Regions from separate parts of the Pan troglodytes genome. Here region 2 is linked to region 1. A link is a contact called in public Hi-C data. All regions are on one chromosome and are shown on one strand. The core of a region is the stretch at or near the end of the contact, and the rest is flanking DNA. Distances in the headings are between cores, read along the strand shown.

Region 1 (2,933 bases), core at 337-2,836:
CAGAAATGCTAGCTCAGCTGAGTGAGGTGGCTCATGCCTGTAATCCCAGCACTTTGGGAGGCCAAGACAGGAGGATTGCCTGAGGCCAGGAGTTCAAGACCAGCCTGGTCACCATAGTGAGATCCCATCTCTACAAACAAACAAAAAAAATCAGCTGGGTGTGGTGGCGCATGCCTGTAGTCCTAGCTACTCGGGAGGCTGAGGCACGAGGATCACTTGAGCCCAGGAGTCTGAGGCTGCAGTGGAGCTGTGATGGCACCACTGAACCCCATCCTGGGCAACACAGTGAGACCCTGTCTCTAAAAATAAATAATGAATGAATGAAATGCTGGCTCACTAACAGCTGCTGGGCTTCGGCCACGTTTCCATCCCTCCGCAGTGAAATTGTCAGCGTGAGATCTGTCCTTTCCTGGCAAGCGCTGTCTTTCACTCTGGTTTTATTCTCTTCCTCCTACTTTTCTGGCGTTTAAATCTGCTTTGTTGTAGGACATGAGAGTGCCTGTGATTGTAGACATCATTTTGTTTGGTTTTGTTTATGTCTTCACTAGGCAAAATCACACTTGATTACCTATGTCTACCCTGTTGTTTTCAGTTTTCTAGCCTACGAATCCAAAAGTCTGAGAACAACTAGTAAAAATGAAACCGGCAGGGTGTCTTGCTGAAACCTGTGCGGCTAAAGCAGAATTGGAGTGTGGTGTGCCACCGAAGATTTGGGGTACAGCAGTGTTTGCGCCATCATTCAGAGTGCTGGAAACTAAAAGGGGCCCACTCTGTGAGAAAGCGGCACAGAAAGCGGCACAGCTGGAAGGCGGCACTCCAGACACCAGCAGGTCCCAGTGGCCTGCAAGAGCGCTGCGTACCTGCAAAAATAGCACCTGTGGGCAAAGCCAACTGGATATGAATCTTAATGAAAACAGCACTTCAGCCAGCATAAGAACTATAGGAAGACAGGCCAGGCACAGTGGCTCACACCTGTAATCCCAGCACTTTGGGAGGCTGAGGAGGGTGGATCACCTGAGGTCAGGAGTTCGAGACAAGCCTGGCCAACATGGTGAAACCCCGTCTCTACTAAAAATACAAAAATTAGCCAGGCATGGAGGCATGTGCCTGTAGTCCCAGCTACTCAAGAGGCTGAGTCAGGAGAATCGCTTGAACTCGGGAGGCAGAGGTTGCAGTGAGCTAAGATTGCACCCCTGCACTCCAGCCTGGGCAACAGAGTGAGACTCCGTCTCAAAAAAAAAAGCTGTAGGAAGACAGACCTCAGGGCTGGACACCCAAAACCCAAACACGTCAAGGTTTGTTTTCTCTGATATCGTCTCCTGAAAACTAAAGAACCTGTCACAAGCAAGCAGACCTATCTCCAAGCAGAAGAAACCATGCAATGTGGGAAAGAGGGGTGATTTTCCTCAGTAAACGGAGTGGCTGGAGTGAGTCTGTGGGAAGCACAGAACCACGGCCTGGTGCAGTGGGAATGGAGGAAGGCCAGGAAGGCAGCAGCCACTGGACCTGGTGCGGTCCACAGAGGAACAGGAGCAGCCTTCGTCCTCAGCCCACATCCCCAGGCCCTGTGCAGCTGCTCAGCTCCCCTGCAAGGCTCGAGGCCCCATCTCCAGCGTCCTGGGATTCTCAGCATTCCAAGCCTGGCACATAACAATGGCAGTGTTTGTAGCATTTCAGAACAAGCTTGGAAACTTTCAAATGTCAGAATGAGTGATGTGGAAAGCTTGTGGGAGACGCAGAGAGGCAGAAGCTGAGCTGGGAAAATGGCAAGGCAGGGAGGCGCCAGAGGGAGCGCTGCTTAACACGTCCGTGGGACTCCAAGGCTTTTAATAAAGGGATCCTCAGAAGCAGAAAAACATCTTGAGCTGTCAGAGAAGCAGTGATGTAGCAAAAATGTGAAGATTTACTGCGGTCCCGGCGGGGAGAGCTGGGGCACGTGTTACTGATTTTATCAAGGACCCACTGTCTGATTCGCCAGAGGATTTCGTGGAACAGGGAGCGCTGCTATCCCAGCAGGATCTGGGCATCGGAAGACACACGCAGCTCCTGTCTTGCTAAGAGGTGGAGGCCACCTGTAACCAGGAGGCTCCCACACTGAAGACCAGACGTCACTCGATTCCCACGGTCCACATGGCCCTTCCAGAGGAGACTGTGTTGCGCAATCGTCCACAATTTTGGAACGTCTAAGAGATGCCCACTCTGTGAGAAGCACTGGGCAGAGCTTAGGAATAAACATGGGAAGGCAGAAGTACAGCTCAAAGGCGGCATTCCAGATGCCACTTCATCCCAGGGGGAATGACAGTGATGCACCCCACAGCAGGAAACCAGGGCTCAGCACCCCCGACCTCCCTGACTGCAGTCTTCTCACCTGTGAATGACAGACTAGGGCTGGATAATGGTGACATCCCCCATAGATGGCAAGATTCTCAGAAAGAAGAATCCTGGGTCTCCCTCAACCCAGGTTAGGCCTCAGTGACTGGCATGGAGTCAGAGTCTGTCGAAGGAATGGGTGGGTGAGGCAGTGCAAGCCCCTCCTTAGGGCCAAGACTCAGGCTTGTCCCCAGGGTGGAGAGGTCTCTAGAGAGAGACGTGGCCAGGCGCAGTGGCTCACACCTGTAATCTCAGCACTTTGGGAGGCCGAGGCGGTGGATCACCTGAGGTCAGGAGTTCAAGATGAGCCTGATCAACATGGTGAAACCCGTCTCTACTAAAAATACAAAAATTAGCCGGGCACGGTGACACGTGCCTGTAAACCCAGCTACTCAGGAGGCTGAGGCAGGAGAATCGCTTAAATCCGAGAGGTGGAGGCTGCAGTGAGCTGAGATTGCGCCATTGCACTCCAGCCTGGTTGACAAGAGCAAGACTCTGTCTCAAAAAAAAAAAAGAGATGCAATACAGGCATGGTAGCTCACGCCTGTAATCCCAGCACCTCG
Region 2 (3,401 bases), core at 787-3,286, 590 kb before region 1:
TTAAGTGCTTTAATATGTAGTCCTAAGAGCAAAAACATTGTCTTTTATAATCCCAGTGCCATTATTACACTCAAGAAACCTAACATTGATATTTTAAGGGACACTTTTTAAAAAAAAAAGGTAAAATTATGACTCGTACAGATACTAAAAAAAAAAGTTAAAGATTTATTCAATTCATTAATAATGAGGAAACTGCAAGATGCTACAGCCAGTTCAAAAGATAATCCAAAGAAGACACACATTTATTGATAAGGATACTGAAAGGAATAAGCAAACTGAGGCAAAACTGGCTGCTTCTTGTCTGTGGTCAAGGATTGTTTTGCATTGTTATCCATGATCTACAATTTATTGAGTTGTAAAATAGCTCAAAGGCCGTGAAAGGTGCAGAGCCCCTATAGGATCAAAATTAGATAACCCTGAAGGGTGGGTGGGTGGGTTCTAGACCTTTTCCTATAAAGGGCTAGATTGTAAATGTTTTTGGTTTTGCAAGCCATATGGTTTTTGTACAGATACTCAACTGTCAGTGAACATGCAAGTAATCTTAGACAATATGTGAAGGGTGAATGCTGCTGTGTGCCAATAAACTTTATTTACAAACACAGGTGGCCAGCTGGATCTGGCTCACTGGTTGTAGTTTGCCAACCCTGCTCTAAACAATGCATAATTTTCCATTGAAGCATACATTTTACCCTACAGATACAACAATAAGATGTTGTTACGGGCTGAACTGTGGCTCCCCAAAATTCCTTTGTTAAAGTCCTAACCCCTAGTACCTCTGAATGTAACTGTAGTTGGACATAGGGACATTAAAAGGGTGGTTAAGGTAAAATGAGGTCATGTTGGTGGGTCCTAACCCAATATAACCGATGTCCTTATAAGAAGAGAAAATTAGGACTGGGCACAGTGGCTCATTCCTGTAATCTCAGCACTTTGGGAGGCTGAGGCAGAAGGATCACTTGAGCTCAGGAGTTTGAGACCAGCCTGGGCAACATAGTGAGACCCCCATCTCAAAAAAAAAAAAAAAAAAAAGAAGAAGAAGAAGAAATAATGAAGAAAAGAGAAGGCAACTAGGACACAGATAGGCACAGAGGGAAGACCATGTGGTAACACAGAGAGAAGACGACCATCTATAAGCCAAGGAGAGGGGCCTCAGAAGAAACCAACCCTGCCAACACATTGGCCTTGGATCTTCAGCATCCACAACTGTGAGGCAATATAATAGCCCTAGCAAACGAATGCAGATGTCTTCCAGTTTTAAAAAGATAGCTACATAATCTTGGGTCAAGTGAACAGGATGCTATTTTTCCTTAAAATTGTTTTATTAGATGCAATATTTGCAAGATACATTTCAAAGGTGGAGATAGGAGGAAGGTTTTGATGTCAAACAAGTTTAGAAACTATAGCAAACTGTAGTTCCTTCTTAGAAATCCACTACATTCTCAGTATGTGTCATGCTCCTGAGATATCCTGCAATCAGGTCTGTTTAACCTTTGCGTAACCCTGACTTTCCCAAACTTTGAATGCCTTTTCAAAAAGAGATACAATTCTGATTAATAACACCATCATTCTTGGAACACACTTTGGAAACACTAGTATGAACAAAATATGAGGCAAATATTCTAAGGATATAAAGATGCCTGTGGACTGAGCCTTGAGAACTGTGGGATTCACAAGGCTGGAAGGGAATACACGCGTTCCAGGTAGGGGCAAAGGGAAGACTCCTGTGGCCCGTCATGTGGCGTCATGATGTGGAAAGCAAGGCACAGAGGGGCCACACTGCCCAGAGCCGAGTGCTTATGTTGCTGTGTGATAGGAAGGCTGGTCCTGAAGGAATGATCAGTGCCCCCTTGTCAAAGAGAACCTGAGGCTTTCAGTATCCAGTTGTAGAATAAGGAGTGGAATTCGGAACATCTGGCCCTTGGTGTCTTCCTTTGGGGGCCCTGGTGATCACTTCCAGCAGAACTTAATCGCCCGCAATGGGTTCCTTCTATGAGGTCTGTCAACCGGGTAAAAGACCGGATGGTGCGCCCAATGTCAGCCCGAAGCCACCAGATGGCGCGCGGAACCCACAATGCACGTGCGCCAGCCTCGCGTTTGTCCCCGCACTGGCCCCAGGCCTTGGGAAATGTGTCTTTCCCCAGCCTTTTTACACTTTAGGAAGCTCATCTTTAGAGAAGCATGTGAAACACCCCCCTGCACAACTGTGCTCCTCCTGCCCTTCCCCTCCTGGGGACACATCAGCAGCCCTTCCCTGGTTTGAAGAGTTTCCAAGCCGAGGAGTCTCTTGCACGTTTGTTCTACTGGAACTCGAAGCAGGAAGCACTGAGCTTCCATTTTGTAACCCACGATCCTGGTGAAGTACAATCGTTAGGGAAAAAACATCTTAAAGATTGTGTGTTAGGGCAACCTCATTTCTGGCGTGAAAACAAGCCCCGCAAACACCCTGTTGTTACTCTGGTGTTCTGACTGCAAACACAGGGGGATGTAAGATTTTTACCTAATCCCAAGCCTCGGCCCTGAAGAGTTAATGATGTTACTCATGCCACTGGGGCACGAAAGAAAGACTTGCATGTTCGGGTGGTTATGGCTTGCCCAGAGCGGTGGAATGAGCCATAAGGCTGAAGGCCAAGGGACTCGGGCCACCCATGCAGTGAAATAATCCCCCAGAAATGCGGTGCCGGGAGTGGAAATGAAAGTAAAGAGAACAGTCATTCCAGGGCATTGGCTAAACCTGACTAAACCTGACTGATCATCAAGCCTAAAGGTCTCTCGACTCCCAAAACTGCAAATCTCAGATTTTGGGAGGTACTGCGTAGATACCAGGAAATGACAGAAATCAAGCAGTTGGAACACTGTTCTTGTCCAACTCTGGGTCTTAAGCTCTGTTCTCATTTTCAGTTCCAAAAGCAATGAATAATTAATAAGGTAGTTTTTGAAAGGAAAGCACATTTCAATGGATGGGTGATGATTTCCGAAGGGCCTCTGACAGTTTCTGTTTATTTCCTTCCTTCTTTCTCTTTTTGAAATAAAACCGTGGAAGTGAAGACTGAAGCAATATTCAAATATACAACAGCCTGCATGTTTGACCCATCAGAAACTTGCACCAATAATGAAAAGCAGGATCTAATATCTACCTTGGCACCTGCTGTATGCCTCACACTCTGTTCCATGTTTTTATGGAAGTAATGTCTCATTTAATCCTCACAGTCATGGCTTGGTAGTTGGCACTGGCCCAGGTTTTTAGATGAAGACTCTAGGCTCCTATGAGGTTAAGCAGCTCACCCAAAGTCGCACAACTAGTAAACTTGAGAACTGGGAATTGGAACTAGGTATATCTGATTTCAAAGCCTCAGTTCCTCTTCCTTTGCCCATGCATTTCACAGACTCATGGGACCTCATGG

The links. Hi-C and Micro-C count contacts between places; a contact is called where the count stands out from the background.
Region 2: a Hi-C map of stem cell-derived neural progenitor cells shows a contact between it and region 1, with 12 times the contacts expected there. The contact joins two enhancer-like sites. A contact is called at or near these places in 3 of 7 Hi-C or Micro-C datasets (induced pluripotent stem cells and stem cell-derived neural progenitor cells) and 1 of 1 other capture datasets (stem cell-derived neural stem cells).

What each region holds. Positions count from the first base shown.
Region 1 is chr1:14,083,649-14,086,581 of NHGRI_mPanTro3-v2.0_pri, reverse strand. All of the region lies in intron 1 of LOC134809907 (a long non-coding RNA gene), which reads right to left. Among named protein-coding and RNA genes, the nearest start is that of TOMM20, 41 kb to the right of the region's middle. Within about 2 kb of position 1,586, at least 12 of the 24 cell types and tissues checked have an H3K27ac peak or open chromatin away from gene starts, as enhancers often do. A contact at or near this core is called in stem cell-derived neural progenitor cells and stem cell-derived neural stem cells, where this site is marked.
Region 2 is chr1:14,678,191-14,681,591 of NHGRI_mPanTro3-v2.0_pri, reverse strand. No RefSeq gene overlaps it. Among named protein-coding and RNA genes, the nearest start is that of TARBP1, 20 kb to the left of the region's middle. Within about 2 kb of position 2,036, at least 11 of the 24 cell types and tissues checked have an H3K27ac peak or open chromatin away from gene starts, as enhancers often do. A contact at or near this core is called in stem cell-derived neural progenitor cells and stem cell-derived neural stem cells, where this site is marked.